Linked DNA regions of Mus musculus: regions 2, 3 and 4 are each linked to region 1. A link is a contact called in public HiChIP or PLAC-seq, Micro-C and promoter capture Hi-C data. All regions are on one chromosome and are shown on one strand. The core of a region is the stretch at or near the end of the contact, and the rest is flanking DNA. Distances in the headings are between cores, read along the strand shown.

Region 1 (4,007 bases), core at 1,091-3,590:
CCCGCAGATGGACTTCTGTCCAGCTGAGGTGACAGTAGCTACCACTTGCTGGTTTTGAGATCAATGTTGTTTGTCCCCTGCACTTGAAGTGAAACCCAGGGCCCTGTGCATGCTAAGCAAACACTCGACCACGCAATCCACAGTCCCTGGGTGCTTTTTCTTAGATACGGTCTCACCATGTAAACCAGCCTGGCCTCAGACTCACAGAGCTCTGCCTGCCTCTGCTTCCTTGGTGCTGTGTGCTACCACACCCAGTTTATTACTACTGGTGTGTGTGTGTGTGTGTGTGTATGTGCACATATATCATGACACACACATGGAAGCCAGAGAACTACTTGGAGGGACTGGTTTTTCTTCTTCCACCATGGACTCTGGGTATTGAACTCGAGTCACCTAGCTTGCAGGGCAATCATGGTTACCTTGTGAGCTGTCTCTCCACCCCACGGTTGGCTTTTTGAAACAAGAATTCACCGTATAGCTTGGGTTTTTCTGGAGACCACTGTGAAGTTAGGCTGGTCTCTGGTGTATGCAGATTTCTCGTTTCCCAATCCTGAGTGTAGAAATTAAAGGGTCGATTTACCATGCCTATCTTTGATTTTTTTTTTAAGTTTTGGGGGCTGGAGCTAAGTTGCCCAGGCTGACCTTGATCTGTTTAGCCTCTTGCTTCAGCCTCCACAGAGGCTGGCATGACGACTTACAACAAGCCAGGCTAAGACATCGGATTGTTTATTTTAATTCTGTGATTTTATTTATTTTGATACGAGGCATGATGGCTGGCCAAGTCCTTGTGGTTAGGAGTCAAAAGCACGGCATGGTTGAACACACCTGTAATCCCAGCTCAGGAGGCTGAGATAGAAGGATTTCATTGTCAGAATGGGCTATAGAGAGAAACCCTGTGATTGGCTGCCCCAAGCCCCTGCTGCCAGTCTTCCACGTCGCCGCAGACCATGCCCTTGAATTGTGAGCCAGAAGAAACTCGTCTTCTCTCACGCTGCAGGCAAGATATTTCATCAAGTCGGCAAGCTACAGGGTAACATGCATAGACTTATCCCACGTGCATTTGTGGTTTTGTTTTGTTTTTGTGAGCCTCCCACTGTTGCCAAGGTTAGCTTTGAATTATTCACATTAGCCCAGGCTGGTTAAGAACTAGCACAGATCTTGTTTCTGCCTTCTGAGTACTGGGATTTAAGTCCTGAACCACTACACTCCTGTGTGAGTAGATGCTGCCAACCAGAAATGGTCTTCAGAAAAGGCAGTTCCAAGGATGGCACTGCCCCCTATAGGGCATTCTCTTTAAAGCATGCGTAACAACGTGTGACACAGCTAAGCACTTTCCGTGTGTGTGTGTGTGTGTGTGTGTGTGTGTGTGTGTGTGTGTTAAGAATTGCCTTTACCCGCTGAGCCATCTTGCTGGTCAGAGCCTTTAATTAAGAAAAGAAGTATGTACTCAGCAGGTATATTTGTGAGGGTCTGCATGTGAAAGCCAGACCCTCACATCTCTCCATCTTACATATTGATGTAACGCAGTGTCTCTTGAACCCAGAACTCACCTCATCTGGCTAGTCACCGTGCCCTGGGGATCCTGTCTCCTGCAGGCTTGGATTACAGGCGGGTAACCAAGCCTACCTGGCTTTTCTGTAGATGCTAGGGATTCAAGCTCCTGTCTTCAAGCTTACCTGACAAGCGTGCTGGAGGCCCATATAAGGACCCTGGAAGAAGGAAGGCTCACTTTTCTTCGCCTGCTTGCATTTACTTGCCAGTACGTCTGTTGGAACCTATTTCTATTTCTTTACCAGCTAAACCAACTGGCCTCGTGGGACTGAGCGACGAACTACTAGATTCTTGGACTTCCCATTCACAGCTGACCATCGTTCGGGTAGTTGGACTACAGACTGTTAAGTCATCACAATAAATCCCCTCAATATAGAGACATTCCATAAGTTCTGTGACTGTAGAGAACTCTGACTAGTACAATGTATTTTGACCATTAAACCCCCTTACCCGTTCTCCTGTCTCACAATCCCGCTGATCCCCTCCCTCTCCCAACTCGTCTCTTCTAGGGCTAGGATATTGGAGTGAGCATGGAGGGTAGGGAAAATCTAGGGTTTCAAGGAGGTAAGACAAGTGAGACGAATCCAGGAAGATGATTACAGGTGAGGACCTTAACCAGGATGAGTACAGGTGGAGCCACCGCTCCTCGCGATCACGAACACCCCTAGGATTTTGCTTGTGATTGAGCAGGACTGTGGCGCATGCGCTGTAACAATTGCGCGGAGCCAGGTAGTTGGAGGCGGGGTCTACACGCGCATTTAATTGGTTAAGGAGTGGGCGGGAAACCCAAAGCGATATTTCCGTTTCCGTTAGGGGCCGGAAGTTAGCGTCTCCTGGGTGAAGCGGCCTTGGCTGAGAGGCAGGGCTGGTACAAGTAAGTGTAGGGTCTCGCGGGCGGGCGTTGGGCCGGGCGGACCGGCGCTCTTCTCTAGATCACCCGCAGGGCGTAGAGCTGAGGCCGGGGCATGGCTTTGAGGACGGCCTCGTGGGGAGCCTGACCCCTGGATCCCTGCAGCTGGGCGAGCGGGCGGCGCCACCGAAACCTGGGTGAGGCGGACGCCGTCGCTCTGCCCAGATCCCTTCCCGCCGTCCCGGTCGCCTCGGGACACCATGGCTCGTTCGCAGGCTGCGGTTTGCCGGTGGGATTCTGGGGCCCCACAGAGACAGATTCCGGGCAATTCACTGATTTGTTCAACAAGTAGTTATTAAGTGCCTAAGGTATACCAAGCACTGTGCGTCCTGGGGATACAGCAGTGACCAAGTGAAATCCTTCCTCAGAGATTGATGGGCAGGGTGGCAGACGCCGGAGGAGCTTTGAGGAGTTTTAAGGTGATCGTGAGTTTGTTTTGGATGCTGTGTGTGTGTGCGCGCGCGGGAGAGAGAGAGAGAGAGAGAGAGAGAGAGGCAGCCAACAACTTCACCTGCCAAGCCATCTCCCTTGCCCTATTTTGAAAGTGTTAGAAATCTTTTGTCCTACATTTTTCCCTATATGTGTAGTAGAATGTGTACAGAAGTTAATGGACAACTTGGGAAATACATCCTCGCTTTCCACCTTTACGTGGGTTAGGGTTCCAAATTCAGCTTTTCTGGCTTGGCAGCAGTGCCCATAGCAGCTGAGACAGGATCGACTAAGATGCCCCGCCTGCCCCGCCTGCGATTCCGTTGTAGCTAGCTGGTTGCCAGGGCCAGATGGGAGGGGATGCAAACACATCCACCTAGACAGTTGACAGCTGGGCTCGGCACCAGGCAACGCTTCACCGTGAGGGTTTGGCCTTTCCTTTTGTGTGTCTCACACTTTTGTCTCCGTTGCTCCGGGAGCTTCAGCCATTCGTTCTGAAGTAAAACGACGAGAAAACCCTTCATCTGGCTCAGACTCTTCCTGGCTGTCTTGTCATCAAAGCTGCCTTTTGTCATCTGGAATGACTCCAGAAGAGAAGGTCTTTCCTGATCTCTTTCACCCAAAGTAGCCCCAGCTCAGAGATTTGTATTTCGCTCTAATAGCCTCGTAGAAATAGGATTCATCCAGTTACAAGTTTTCTCAGGAGCCTGTCATCTGTAACTATTAGTACAGATATATTAAAGATTTATTTATTTTTATCTTTTGTGTCTGCCATATCTGGATCCAGGGTATCTGATATGTGACCTCAAAACCCACAGATTGAGGACCCCTGCCCTAGAGCCTTATCCATGCTTGGCTACTATCAGCTGAATTCATCCAGTTAAGCGTGTTCCTGTTGCCAGGTGGTGGTGGCACACGCCTTTAATCCCAGCCCAGGAGAGACAGGGGCAGGTGGATGATAAACTTGGATCTCTGAGTTCAAGGCTAGCCTGGTCTACATAGTGAGTTCCAGGACAGCCAGGGCTACACAGAGAAACCCTGTTGAGTTTTCATGTTAAGAGCTGTAAACCTGCTGGGCGGTGGTGGCACACGCCTTTAATCCCAGCACTCGGGAGGC
Region 2 (4,581 bases), core at 265-2,764, 200 kb after region 1:
CTGGCTTCGAACTCAGAAATCCACCTGCCTTTGCCTCTTCCTCCCCAGTGCCAGGATTAAAGGCATGTGCCACCACACCCGGCTCTGTTTGATTTTTTACATTTATTTATTCTTTTGTTTATTGCATGTGGAGATCAGAGGACAACTTGTGGGAATTGGTTCTCCTTCTACTCTGTTGGTCCCTGAAACCCTCATATCAGGCTTAGTAGCAACTGAATTCGAAATCTTGCTGTGTGGACTCTGGCAAATATCTACTTTTCTTTGATCCTCAGTTTCCTTATTTATATATATGAATACACTGTAGCTGTCTTCAGGCACACCAGAAGAGGGCATCAGATCCCATCACAGATGGTTGTGAGCCACCATGTGGTTCCTGAGATTTGAACTCAGGACCTCTGGAAGAACAGTCAGTGCTCTTAACTGCTGAGCCATCTCTCCAGCCCCAGTTTCCTTATTTCTAAAACATGTTTTAACTCCAAGAGCCCTTAGGCATGTTGAACAGAAGAATCTAGCACCCTTTAGAGCCAGACTCCTCCCACGTGGAACGGGGATTATGCCTAGGATTCAGGCCAGCACTGGGGAGATAGAGTAACCACTCTCTATATAAGAAGCCTTGGGCTCCATCCCTAGCACCGTGTAAAGCAGCATGGCTTTGTACACCTTCAATCCCAGACCTTGGGAGGTGGAGCCAGGGGAATCAGTTCACATTTACTCTTGGTACTTAAGGAGTTTGAGGCAAGCCTGGAAAACAAACAAAAAAATTTTAATTTTTAGAATTTTAAATTTTATTTTACATGAGTGTTTTGTCTGCACCACGTGGGCTCTTGCAGTTTGATGAAGTAAGAAGGGTCAGGTCTCCTGGAACTGGAGTTATTAGACACCATGTGAGTCCTGAGACTCAAACTCATATCCTCAACAAGAACAAGTGATTTTAACCGCTGAGACATCTCTCCAGCCCCCAAAAGTAAAAGGAATAAAACTATGGTTACACTAATCTTGTTATGAACCACTCGACAGAGGGAAACATTGAGGTTGAGAGAGGTTAAATATGTCAGGAGTCACAGTCCTAGAAAGGGGAGATGGGAATAGAACTCAGCTGCTGAGGTTTTCCTGTTAACACAGAATGCATAGAAAATGTTTTCTACCTCTAGTTAGGAAAGAGAGGCTCTGATGGGACTTAATGCCTCTTCCCGCTCCTCTGGGCTCTAGCTCAGGACCACAGACTTGCACTCCCAGATCCCTACCACCCCTCTCCTACCATACTACCAGGTCCCATCCTCTCAACTCCCTGCCCACCTCTGACGCCTCTTGAGGTGGCCCCGCCCCTGCCAGACCCCACCTCCGCCTGCAAGGCTCGCCCACTCAGCTAGGACTTTTGTGGCGTCCAAGCCTCCGACAGGCCACGCCCATCTCCTGGCTCCGTTGGCGGCGCCCACACCCGTAAGACCACGCCCACCGCCGGGCGCCAACTCTCAAGGCGCCCCGCCCCTTCTAGGCCCCACCCGCTCACCTCGCCTAGTCTTCTGCGGCCTCGCCCCCTCCGCCTGGGCGGAGCCGGCGCGGGATCCGGGTGTCAGTGTTGGCAGCGCCGGCAGCTGTGGGGCGAGGGTCGCAGCCCTGTGCGGGGCCGTAGCAACTTCGTGGGCGGATCCTGGTGTGCAAGGCGGGACCCGAGGTGAGCCCAGGAGCGAGTGCACCTGCCAACCCGCTGATACGCGCGTGCACTATGACAGGGTTGAACTGGGGTCCGCGCGAGCCTGGGTCCCGCACCCCCTGTCAGTGCTGCTGGCTCTTCTGGGTTCCCCGCACCCGGCAAGCTCTGCGAACGGTGGCGGGGTGGGCGAGAAGCCCAGCTTGGGGCCGAGCGACGGCGCCATATGGTGATGGGGGAGGCACTTGCTGGTGCACGCAGTGCAGTGACTGTTCGGGTGCCAACCTTGAGGGCTAGGGGACCCCTAGATGGCCCAGAAGAGAAGCCGTGGTGGGGCGGGGGCCAGCCTGGAGGCCCTGCCCGACGGACGCCTCAAACCCGTTCTCCCGGAACACAGGGTGGGGTTGGCTGCGTTCTCCTTAGAAATGCACGGAGTAGAGAAACAGAAAACACCGAAGGCCATTGAGAAATACTTTTGCTTGGGCTTCGGAGAGCAGCTCTAAGCTAGACAGCTGGAGAAAGCAAAGTGGGGGCGGGGGTGGGGGAGAGCTTGGAAGAACACCCTAGATTTGGATAAAACAGAATGCTGGAGTGTGGGAAGATATAAACAGGAGGATATGGGGTGGTGGGTTTTGCAGTCATTAAGTGGCTAGGATAATTCTCTTGGATTTGATGACTTTCAGTCCTGTCTTTGTGGACCATGGCTGGGGTGAGTCAGCTTTGGCCAAGAGGGAGCCAGGCCCGGCCCCTTTGACAAATAAAATGGTAGATACCCACTTGGGAGCCTAACTGGGCCTTTAAACCTTATGTTATATATATAGAAATTACCCTCACCCTGGGAGACAGGGAAAGGGTTACAGTGGATTTGGAGAGGACAGGACAGCACCCCAGAGGCAAGCACCAGCTAAATTCAACATCCAAGCCTTGATGGAAGGGGCTCTGTCTAGCTGGCAGTCACACACACACCTACACACCTGGCCATACCAGCTGCTTGCACTGGGCAAAGTCCAGCTTGCAGCCCGTGCAACTTCCTCACCACCACGGCCCCCCAGCCCCAACTGGCCCTGAGTTTTCACCTGTTACCTGGTCCTGCACCTGAAGGGAGAAGATCTGAACCTTCCACTATAAAGGTTCCATATTTCTTTCCTTTTTCTCTTTCTCTCTCTCTGTCCCTCTCTCTTTCTTTTTTCCTTCCTTCCTTCCTTCCTCCCTTCCTTTCTTTCTGAGACAAGTTCTCATATAACCCACCCCAGTTTGGTAAGGAACTTCCAATGTAACGCAGGATGGCTTTGAACGCCTGGTACTCTGTTTCCACTCTGTAGTGCTGAAATTACAGGTGTGCACATCACACCTGGTTTGCTGGGTGCTGGGGCTGAAAACGCAGGTGAGTGCTCTACTCCCCAGCCCTCAGCCTCACCTTTGTGTAAAGATTAAATAGCAACCACAGCCCTCTCACTGTGGTGTTTCTTTCTTATGCACAGCTGTGTCTCTTCAGAGACCCATGCCTGGTGCAGAGACTCAGCAGAAGTTTGTTGATGAATACCACAAGGATCATTAAGAAGGGCACAGTGGTGCACACCTGTAATCCACAGCTCCAGAGGCAGGGATCCACCACATGGGGAGTTTGAGGTCAGCCTGAGCTACCTGAGATCTTTCCTTAAAGAATAAAAGTGGAAAAAATGAGAAGGAGTAGAGAGATGGCTCAGCTGCTAAGAGCAGTTCTTTCAGACAACCTGACTTAGATTCTCAGAGCCCAGGTCAGGCAGTTTACAGCTGCCTCTAACTACAGCCCCGAGGTGGAGCCACGTCCCTGTCAACCCCATACACCAGTCACATATGCAGCCTTAGTCTTACTCCAGAGTGAGACCTTGTCTCAATAAATAAATAAAAATAAATAAAACTTTAAAACTAGGGCTAGGGGATGGCTTTGCAGGAAAAGGCACTTGCTGCCCAGCCTGATGACCTGCGTTTGATCCCAGATCCACGTGTCGGAAGATGTGATTCTTGAAACCAATGGACCCATAGACTCACCCTTACGGAAGCTGCCCTCTTACAGGAGTCCCCTCTTTGACATCAGGATTTCTGGTCTCCCCTCCAAGCAGATCCCACTGAGATGGCATCCGCTAGTGAGCCCCCTGCCAGCCCAAGAGACGCTGCTGACCAGAACTTTGACTACATGTTCAAACTGCTCTTGATCGGGAACAGCAGCGTGGGCAAGACATCCTTCCTGTTCCGCTATGCCGATGACTCCTTCACCCCTGCCTTCGTGAGCACAGTGGGCATCGACTTCAAGGTCAAGACGGTCTACCGACATGACAAGAGGATCAAGCTGCAGATTTGGGTGGGCTGAGTAGTCATGTGGGGAGTGGGAGGGCAGTCAGTAGAAAACCCCAGCACACACACACACAGAACAGCTTGGGGCCGGGAGGCGTCTTTTATCCCTGAGGGAAGTCCACCAGGGTGTGGGAGCATACCTCCCCAGAGCATCCTGGGGAGGCACAAGGTGGACAGAAGGTACTTCTTGGAAGTATCAGTGACTAGTGAGGTATCATTTGGGAACCATCTTGACTCCCATGGGGCTGCCAGGCTCAGTGCTACATCCTGTCCCTAGTCCGGTTGTTGATATCATTACGGTGACAAAGGGACCAGAAGCAGATCAAGATGATGGCCCGAGGCCCAGATGGCTCTTCTTTGTGACTGTTACATGGGTTCTCGGAAACCAGGTTAGGAAGCTCATAGATGAGGGACAGCCCTGCACAGTGGAGTCCGTCCAGGGAAGAGCTGAGTCAGAACTGAGTTTTCAAGATGGGACACGGGGGCTGGTGCTACACGGCCGGCAATGCGCATCAGACTGGGCCATGAGGGAACACCAGTATTCCTCCAATCAGATTGGACTGTGAGGGCAGGGCCATACCTCTCTGTCACACTAG
Region 3 (4,049 bases), core at 1,490-3,989, 220 kb after region 1:
GGTCTACAGAGTGAGTTCCAGGACAGCCAGGGCTACACAGAGAAACCCTGTCTCAAAAAACCAACAACAACAACAAAAGATTCCCAAAGAAAAGTGACCAGTTTCTTCCTTGACTAAAAGCCAGAAATGTCCTCAGGACTCTTGGCAATGTAACTGACTTCATGATGGAAGCTCCGCTCAGGCCAGAAAACTCAGCACTCGGACAGCACCACCTGCTAAAACAAAAACACAGACCCAACCATCAAAGCCCAGAATTCTAGAAAAGTCTCTAAATGTACAAACCCTTGCCTTTGGGCTTCCGTAGTTCTGCTTCTGGTTAACTGTTCTTGTTAACTGAGTATAGCAACCAGAATATGGTTTTTATGGTTAAAAGCTCACCCTGAAAAAGGTTCGTGGCTACACAAGGATCCTGAACACCCAGTGTAGTCCCTGGCCAGCTAGTAAAGACTTCCGCCTGCTTAAACCCACTTTGCAGTCTTCTCTGGTGGGTGCCTTACAACCGCAGCTTCATCCTTGACAGAGGCCAAAGATGCCAAATGTGTTTTGGGAGCTCTTAGCACTGATCTGGTTCCTAAATGATTCTAGGGTTACCTTTTGTGAGGCAGAAAGCTAATAGCAGTTTTGTTTAGAGAAAAGGCCTTGTTAAGAACCTCTGGCCTGTGTGCTGACCTAACATTCCATTGGGGCAGGGTCTCACTCTTGTAGCCCTTAAAAATTCTAAAATCCACACCACAAGGGGCTGGAGAGGTGGCTCTGTGATTAAGAGCACTGGCTACTCTTGCAGAGGTTTGATTCCCAGCATCCACATGGTGGTTCACAACCACCAGTAACGCCAGTCCCAGGGGATCTGATGCCCTCTTCTGACTTCCATGAATACCATGCATAGACACAGTGTACAGACATACATTCAGGCAAACACCCATAAGCAAAGTGAATAAATAAATCCCCAAACCCAGAACCCACTGGGCTTGTGCCCCGGCTCCCCTCCCCCCCTTGCAGCTTTGCACTTTGTTAGTTGGGCGGGGGGAGGGATGGGAACAGGGAGAGTAAAGAGACAAAAGGCAGGAAAGGAACCAAATCTGACCTCAAGGATGAGACTTTATTTCAAACCTGGAAAGACAGAGGACTAGGCATTCTCCCGCAGGATGGAGGTCCTGCAAGTTGGGAAAGCTGGCTGGGAGCTCATTAAGAGGTGGGTGTGCTGGCCTGTGGTCTCTCCTTCCTCAGATTATTTGCTCGAGGTGAGACAGGCTGTCTCAGAAGACATTTCTCTCTGAGCTGACTGGTAATGGTTGAGCAAGGCCAGCTGTAACCTCGTGGGGATTCTGTTTTTACAATCAAGGTACTCTATCACACTCTACACACCACAAATAAATAAAGAAGATTATGTTTTTACAAACAATTGTGAGGTGAGTGACGTAGTCCTGGGACAAGGTGACAACTTGATTTCACTCTGAAATCAGTTGGATTGGATCTCCTTTTTGGTATTTCCTTCTGTAGAATATATTCCCCATAAAAGTGAGAGGATGTCAGAACCAAGTGAGTGCCCGGCCTGGTGTTGAACCTGGGAGACAGAGTCAGGTGGATGTCTGTGAGTTTGAGGACAGCCTGGGCTACACAGTAGCCTGTCTCAAACCAAACAAACAAACAAACAGGCAAAACAACAACAACAACCAAAATCAAACAACAGTAATAAAAACAAAACAAAACGAAACAAAACAACCAACCAACAAACCAAACCTACCTTGACAGACTGCAAGTGATGCTGTAAAGACGCCAGGCCTTTTGAAGACAGAAAGCCTTTGTTGGTGAGTACAGAGGGAGAAAGGGAGAGTGCCTGGTGCCTTTGTTTTGCCACAGGAGGAGTGACCTCAATGTAACTTTAAAGATGTTTAACCATAGAGGGGCATTCTGACACACCAGGAGTTAGGCACAAGGAAGCACCATGACTCCCTGCCTGAATTAGATCAATCTTTTAAAAGCACCCACCCTCAGGTATTTCATTATTACAAAACCTAGACTCACACACACACTGTTACACTTAGCTGTTTCAAGTTCATATCATCGCCAGGAATGCAAAACCAAAACCAAGAAAGACAAAGGGACAGATAGCGTTTTGCTAGTATTTTATTATCAATTCCTCCCCAAAGAGCAGTGAGTGCCCCAGAGAAATAAAAGAGGAGACTCAGTCCCCAGCAGCCAGGTGGACTGTGGCCTGCCTTTTGCCAGATTTTGTCAGCCCGGCTTGATGAACAGCAGTAAAGGTGGCAAGAATTCCCGGCAGCTGCGGGGAGGGATATCCAAAGCAAAACCAAGCTGGATGGAGCTACCAAGGTGGCTCTGTGGATAAAGGCGCTTTGCTGCCAAACCTGATGACCTGAGTTCAATCCCTGAGACCCACAAGGTGGGATTCCCGCATGTTGTTCTCACAGTGCCCGCCTCCCCACACAAATATTTTTAAAGTTATTTTACAGATTTGTTTTTATGTGTATGAGTGTTTTGTCTGATTGTATATATGTGCACCATGAGTGCAGCCAGGGTCAAAAGAGGGCGTCGGACCCCCGGAAACTAGTGATGTGGCCCTCATCCGTGGTCATTGCTCTGAAGCTGGGAAGGAAAGAGGCAGAGAAGAGGCAGCTCTGTACGCTGAAACTTTTGGCTAATACTTAGACTAAGCCTCCATCTGAATCAATAACTCTTGCCTGGCGCTTTGCCCCCGCTCAAGGACTACATTTCCCAGAATCCCATACAATGACTTCCTATAAAGCTGTACCAATAGAAGGCAGTGTTCGCTAACTTCCGGTAATGGTTACAAAATGGAAGCATGAATGGGAGAAGCATGTACCGAGAGGAAAATCTTGGAACCACTGTTCTCAACCCTAGTCTTCAGCTCTGCGGTTACAGCTGGGGAACGATGTGTTTTCCTGTGTTAAATCTGTTATTTTATTATTTTAGGCAGGGTCTCATTGTGTGTCCAGGCTGTTCTGAAATTTACTATGTAGTCCAGGAGGTCCTTAGAACTCAAGAGATCTGCTTGTCTTCCGCCTCCCAAATAGGCCACTAGGCCAGACTGATTTTGTTTTTAGATAGAGTCTTGTAACCCAAGCTGTCAAACTCGTGATTTTCCTGCCTCCCCTCCCAAATCCTAGGATTACTGGTGTATTCCACCATATTTGGGTTTTGATCACATTTTCTTTTAAAAATATTTCTTTCCTGTATGTGAGCATGTGAATTTGCACGTCTCCTGGTATGAGTGTAGACAGAGGTCAGAGAACAACTTTGACATTCAGTTCTTTCTACCATGTGGATTCAGGGACTCGAATTCAGGCCATTTGGCTTGGCAACAAGCACCATTGCTAGCTAAACCATCTTGCTGGCCCTCTGTTGTGTGTGTGTGGTGTGTGTGCAAGCATCGGGAATGCATGTTTGTACATGTAAATACGGAGGTCAGACACTGATGCTTGGAGTCTTTGTTTAGTTTACACATTTAACTTTTAAATTATTTCATTTATTCACTAGGGGTTGGGGGATGCGGGTAAGCCACAACTCAGATGTGGAGGTCTGAGACAACATGTTGATGGTACGTCTATCTTATGGGTTCTAGGTATCCCAAATCAGATCTCCATGCTTGTAGTGCAAGCACGTTACAGCCTCGGAACTTGAATTTTGTTGATACTGTTGTTGGGTGGTTTTACTTTTTAAGACAGGGTCTCTATGTAGTCCTGGCTGTTCTAAAACTCACTATGTAGACCAAGTTGGCCTTGAACTCAGAGACCTACCTGCCACCAACATGTGCCTGTGTGTCCTTGTGCTGGGATTACAGGACCTGCCACCACAGTGGGCTTAGATGAGAAATTGATTTTCAGAAGGAAAGCCTGTGATTTTGTTTAAAAGTTAGAGCTGGGCGTAGTGGTGACAGCCTTTATTCTCAGCACTCAAGAGGCAGAAGTAGGTAGAGCTCTGTTAGTTCGAGGCCAGCCTGGTCTACATTGCTAGTTCTGAGGCAGCCTGCCTACACAGTGAGGTCCTGTCTCGAAACAAAAAAGTTG
Region 4 (4,484 bases), core at 464-2,963, 210 kb before region 1:
TATTTGCTTTGACGAGACACCATGACCGTGGCAAATTCTATAAAGGCAAACATTTGATTGGGGCTGGCTTAAATTTTCAGAGGTTCATTCCATTATCATCATGGCAGGAAGCAGAGGAGTGTACAGGCAAACCGTACTGAAGCAGCCAAGGGTTCCACATCTTGATCCAAAGGCGGGCATAAAGAAGAGGATCTTCAGGCAGCCAAGAGGATGCTCTCTTCTGTACTGGGTGGAACCTGAGCATAGGAGTCCTCAAAGCCCACACATACAATGACACACTTCCTCCAACAAGGCCACACCTTCTGATAGTGCCAATCTCATGTGCCAAGCATATTCAAACCACCACATTCCACTCCCAGACCCCCATAGGCGTGTTCAAACACATGAGTCTATGGGGGCCACCCTAGCCATAACATAACACAAAATACATTTAGTCCAATTCCAAATGTCCCGATAGTCTGTCAAAATCTCAACAATATTTAAAAGGCCAAAGATCAAAGTTTCTCCTGATACTCATGTGTAATCCTCTATAAAATCAAAATTAAAAGGCAGATCACGGCCTTCCAGCATCACAGGATGTACATTAGACTCCAATATCATAGTAAGGAAATGCTGGACCAAGGCCTGGCAGAAAACCATGTAGGTGAACTCCAAACTCTGCATCTCCATGTCCAATGCCAAACTGCTCTGCAGATTTCTAATACTTTCATCTTTGTTGACTGCAACAAACTTCTTTCTCTTGGGCTGGTTCCACTTCTTGTTAGCAGCTTTCCTTGGCAGGTATCCCATGACTTCGGCATCTTCATCACTATGGGGTATCCAAGGCAACTTTAACTATACAGTTTCTTGTCCAATATCTGGGACACATGATCTTCTGGGATTCTCCAAAGGGCTTGGGTTACTTTTCCAGCTCTGCCCACTGACGCACTCTGGGCTCTGGTAGACTCTATTGCACAGCTGCTGCTGTTCTTGGTAGTCATCCCATGGTACACTGGGGAATTCTGCTACAACTATGTTCCACCAGTACCCTCTTAGGCTCTCTTCAAGGTACTAAGCCTCAATTTCTTTGCATGACCCCCCATCAAGCCTTCAACTGCCTCTGAAGCTATACCTTCCCCAATGGCCTTCTCTGACCTCTCACGGTGCCGAGCCTCAGCTGCTCTCGGTGATCCCTCCATGCCTTCAAACCAGGATTACTTGGACGCTTCTTAGATATCACCAAGTCCAGGTGTGAGCACAGTGTCTATCTCTCTAACACAGCTGCTTTGTTTTCTCAAAAAAGCACGTCCCAAATTTTAGCTCAGTGGTTGTCTTAGTTAGGATTTCACTGCTGTGAACAGACACCATGATCAAGACAAGTCTTATAAAGAGAACATTTAATTGAGGCTTGCTTGCAGGTTCAAAGGTTCTGTCCATTGCCATCAAGGTGGGGGCATGGCAACATCCAGGCAGGCAAGGTACAGGAGGAGCTGAGAGTTCTACATCTTCATCTGAAGGCTGCTAGTGGAAGACTGATTTCCAAGAAGCTAGGATTGTTGGGCCCCATTTGGCCCTGGTTTGGGCCTTGAAGACAAACCCCAGCCTGGCTCGAGTTTCTGCAGCTTTGTGGGAGAGCCTAAGCCTGGCTCGAGTTTTGAGACCTGTCTCAGTCACTTCCATATCAAGATGACTCAGCAAGTCCTGTTTGGCCCTGCCTCTGCCCCACCACTGCTGATGTAGAGCTTTGCCATTGGCCCTGTCAGTCACTCCACACCCTCCATCACCCTTCCCTGCCTCCTAAGTCATCTTACCCCACCAAAAATCCTCCTCCCTATGTTCCAAATTTATATAAGTGAGAGGCTGATGCCATAACGTTGAGTTCCTGTTTTGACAAGATTCCTGGCTTGGTTGTGCTTCTTTTGGGCCGTCGACACTGGCCATCCTGCTCAGCCCTGGAGAGACCCTGGTGGGACTGGGACCTCTCTCCTCTTGCCTGGACCTGCCAGCAAGGAGCTGGCATAAGGTGATGGTCTTAAAGTCCACACCCACAGTACCGTACACACCTATTCCAAAAGACCCCCACTGTCTAATAGTGCCACTCCCTGGCATATACTTGGTGCTGGTCTCTTTTTAATCACTACTAATTTCTTAGCTCCAGCTAACCAGCACCAATTGTCACAGTAATTCCTCCTGCTCGTGACTCTAAAGCCAGAGCTCTGTGGCCAAACCTGCAAAGTTCTGCTACTTGCTGGGGCTGGAAGTGGCCCCCTTGTTCTAGACATCAGCTTTCTTGTTTCTAGCTCCTTCACTGCCTAAGCTTGATTGTTCTGGTATTTGCTGTGTAGACTGACCTTGAACTCAAAAGATCTGCATGACCATATCAGAAACACTATCACACGCAAAATCATAGATTTATCCAATGCAGTAATTATGGGTGATTTCAATACCTTACTCTCACCAATAGAAAGGTTGTCTAGAAAAAAAACAAATGCCGGGCAGTGGTGGTGCACGCCTTTAATCCCAGCATTTAGGAGGCAGGGGCAGGAGGATTTCTGAGTTCGAGGCCAGCCTGGTCTACAGGACAGCCAGGGCTCTACAGAGAAACCCTGTTTCGAAAAAGAAAGGAAGGAAGGAAGGAAGGAAGGAAGGAAGGAAGGAAGGAAGGAAGGAAGGAAGGAAGGAAGGAGAAAACAAACAAGCAGAGAAACCCTGGAATTAAATAACATCCTAAATCAAGTGGATCTAAGAGAGAGCTACAGAATCTTCTACCTTAACACTAAAGCACGGAGCAGTGTGAGGAAGCAGCGAGGACGACCCCCGGACGAAGCAAACCCGCGCGCCGCTGTATTCCGTGCTCAGCGCCGACGTCCCCTGCCGCCACCATGCCCAAAAGAAAGGCTGAAGGGGATGCTAAAGGAGACAAAACCAAGGTGAAGGACGAGCCACAGAGAAGATCTGCGAGGTTGTCTGCTAAACCTGCTCCTCCAAAGCCAGAGCCCAAACCTAAAAAGGCCCCTGCGAAGAAGGGAGAGAAGGTACCCAAGGGGAAGAAGGGGAAAGCTGACGCCGGGAAGGATGCGAATAATCCTGCAGAAAATGGAGATGCCAAAACAGACCAGGCACAGAAAGCTGAAGGTGCTGGAGATGCCAAGTGATGTGTGTACATTTTTGATAACTGTGTACTTCTGGTGACTGTACAGTTTGAAATACTATTTTTTATCAAGTTTTATAAAAATGCAGAATTTCGTTTTACTTTTTTTTTTTTTAAGCTATATTGTTAGCACACAGAACACTTCATTACTGGGTGGGGGAAGGATCATGTGTCAGTAACAAAATCTCTCCCAAGCTGGATTGAGGACAGAAAACCTCTTTCCCTGATAATTTTGGAAGGCTCCTGTTGGCTCCCAGGAGAGAGATCCTGGTCTTGACCTAGGTGGCCACCAAGGCACAACAATGCCTTGTGGTCTGGGAAAACTATAAATTCACTTTTATATCCTCTTCCCCCTGTACTATCAACATAGACTTAATTCCCTTAAAAACCAGAGACCTGTTGGAACCTGGCCCCCAAAATTGGTTTCCCAGTCCATTGAGTGATGGGGACTTTGCAGTGACTTCATTGAGTGTTCTCAGAAGAGCACTGGTTCCTTTTATAAAAGATTGTGGATCTTCAGATTGATAATTCTGCCTAAAAGTCAGGGTCGGCTTGTGAAAAGTTGTTAAAACAACATCCTTAATGTGAAATGTCAACCCTCACTCTAAGCTACTTCCCCCTTTTCAAAGCATTGAATGAAGACTTCATTGGGTTTTATAGTGGCTTTCTGATTTTGGTAGTCTATACAAGAAGGGAATTTGGAAGTTCTTGTATATTGTTGATTGTCTGCCCATGTCCTGCCTGAAATACCATGATTGTTTATTAAAAGAATCTTTAATAAAGCTGGTTACAGTTAGGCTTGGAAAAAAAAAAAACACTAAAGCACACACATTTTTCTCCAAAATCAGCCATATATTAAGACACAAAGCAAGACTCAATAAATATAGAATGATAGAAGTAACATCATGCATTCTATCTAGCCACAGTGGAATAAAGGTATAGACCAACAGCCATAAAAACCTAGAGAATGGGCTGGTGAGATGGCTCAGTGGGTAAGAGCACCCGACTGCTCTTCCGAAGGTCCGGAGTTCAAATCCCAGCAACCACATGGTGGCTCACAACCATCTGTAACAAGATCTGATGCCCTCTTCTGGAGTGTCTGAAAACAGCTACAGTGTACTTACATATAATAAATAAATAAATCTTTAAAAAAAAAAAAAAACCTAGAGAATGTGTTCGGGGAGACAAGAAACACATTTTAAATGATAATTGGATCAAAGAATAAATCAAGAATGAAATGTTAAAAGTCCTAGAAATGAATGAAAATAAAACCAGAACATACCAAAATCTATGGGACATAATGAAGGCAGTCTTAAGTGGCAAGATTAATGGTTAAGTGTCTACATCCAAAAAT

Evidence for each region. A called contact is a pair of places that touch in the nucleus more often than the background predicts. HiChIP or PLAC-seq counts read pairs in DNA pulled down with a chosen protein or histone mark. Capture Hi-C pulls out chosen DNA fragments and counts their contacts.
Region 2: a contact with region 1 is called in a promoter capture Hi-C map of adipose tissue. The contact joins the promoter of Rab3d here to the promoter of Elof1 in region 1. A contact is called at or near these places in 9 of 39 promoter capture datasets (the 3T3-L1 cell line, 3T3-L1-derived adipocytes, cranial neural crest and 5 more), 3 of 484 Hi-C or Micro-C datasets (cardiomyocytes, epidermal suprabasal cells and nephron progenitors), 10 of 115 datasets of contacts at active chromatin or transcription factors (bone marrow-derived macrophages, embryonic basal ganglia, embryonic stem cells and 4 more) and 4 of 9 other capture datasets (adipose tissue, embryonic stem cells, liver and 1 more).
Region 3: a Micro-C map of embryonic stem cells shows a contact between it and region 1, with 2.0 times the contacts expected there. The contact joins the enhancer-like site here to the promoter of Elof1 in region 1. A contact is called at or near these places in 3 of 484 Hi-C or Micro-C datasets (cardiomyocytes, embryonic stem cells and nephron progenitors), 6 of 115 datasets of contacts at active chromatin or transcription factors (embryonic stem cells, memory CD8 T cells, microglia and 1 more) and 3 of 9 other capture datasets (adipose tissue, liver and pancreatic islet).
Region 4: a contact with region 1 is called in an H3K27ac HiChIP or PLAC-seq map of embryonic stem cells, with 5 read pairs. The contact joins the enhancer-like site here to the promoter of Elof1 in region 1. A contact is called at or near these places in 1 of 484 Hi-C or Micro-C datasets (Sertoli cells), 4 of 115 datasets of contacts at active chromatin or transcription factors (bone marrow-derived macrophages, embryonic midbrain, embryonic stem cells and 1 more) and 3 of 9 other capture datasets (adipose tissue, liver and pancreatic islet).

What each region holds. Positions count from the first base shown.
Region 1 is chr9:22,115,528-22,119,534 of GRCm38.p6, reverse strand. It overlaps Elof1 (ELF1 homolog, elongation factor 1), which reads left to right and starts at 2,340. Exons shown (of 3, transcript NM_001357311.1): 1 at 2,340-2,425.
Region 2 is chr9:21,915,116-21,919,696 of GRCm38.p6, reverse strand. It overlaps Rab3d (RAB3D, member RAS oncogene family), which reads left to right and starts at 1,514. Exons shown (of 5, transcript NM_001324531.1): 1 at 1,514-1,675; 2 at 3,754-3,992. The coding sequence starts at 3,765.
Region 3 is chr9:21,900,366-21,904,414 of GRCm38.p6, reverse strand. No RefSeq gene overlaps it. Among named protein-coding and RNA genes, the nearest start is that of Rab3d, 16 kb to the left of the region's middle. Within about 2 kb of position 2,739, at least 92 of the 459 cell types and tissues checked have an H3K27ac peak or open chromatin away from gene starts, as enhancers often do. A contact at or near this core is called in adipose tissue, embryonic stem cells and nephron progenitors, where this site is marked.
Region 4 is chr9:22,319,755-22,324,238 of GRCm38.p6, reverse strand. It overlaps the pseudogene Gm10182. Among named protein-coding and RNA genes, the nearest start is that of Zfp810, 14 kb to the right of the region's middle. Within about 2 kb of position 1,713, at least 36 of the 459 cell types and tissues checked have an H3K27ac peak or open chromatin away from gene starts, as enhancers often do. A contact at or near this core is called in bone marrow-derived macrophages and embryonic stem cells, where this site is marked.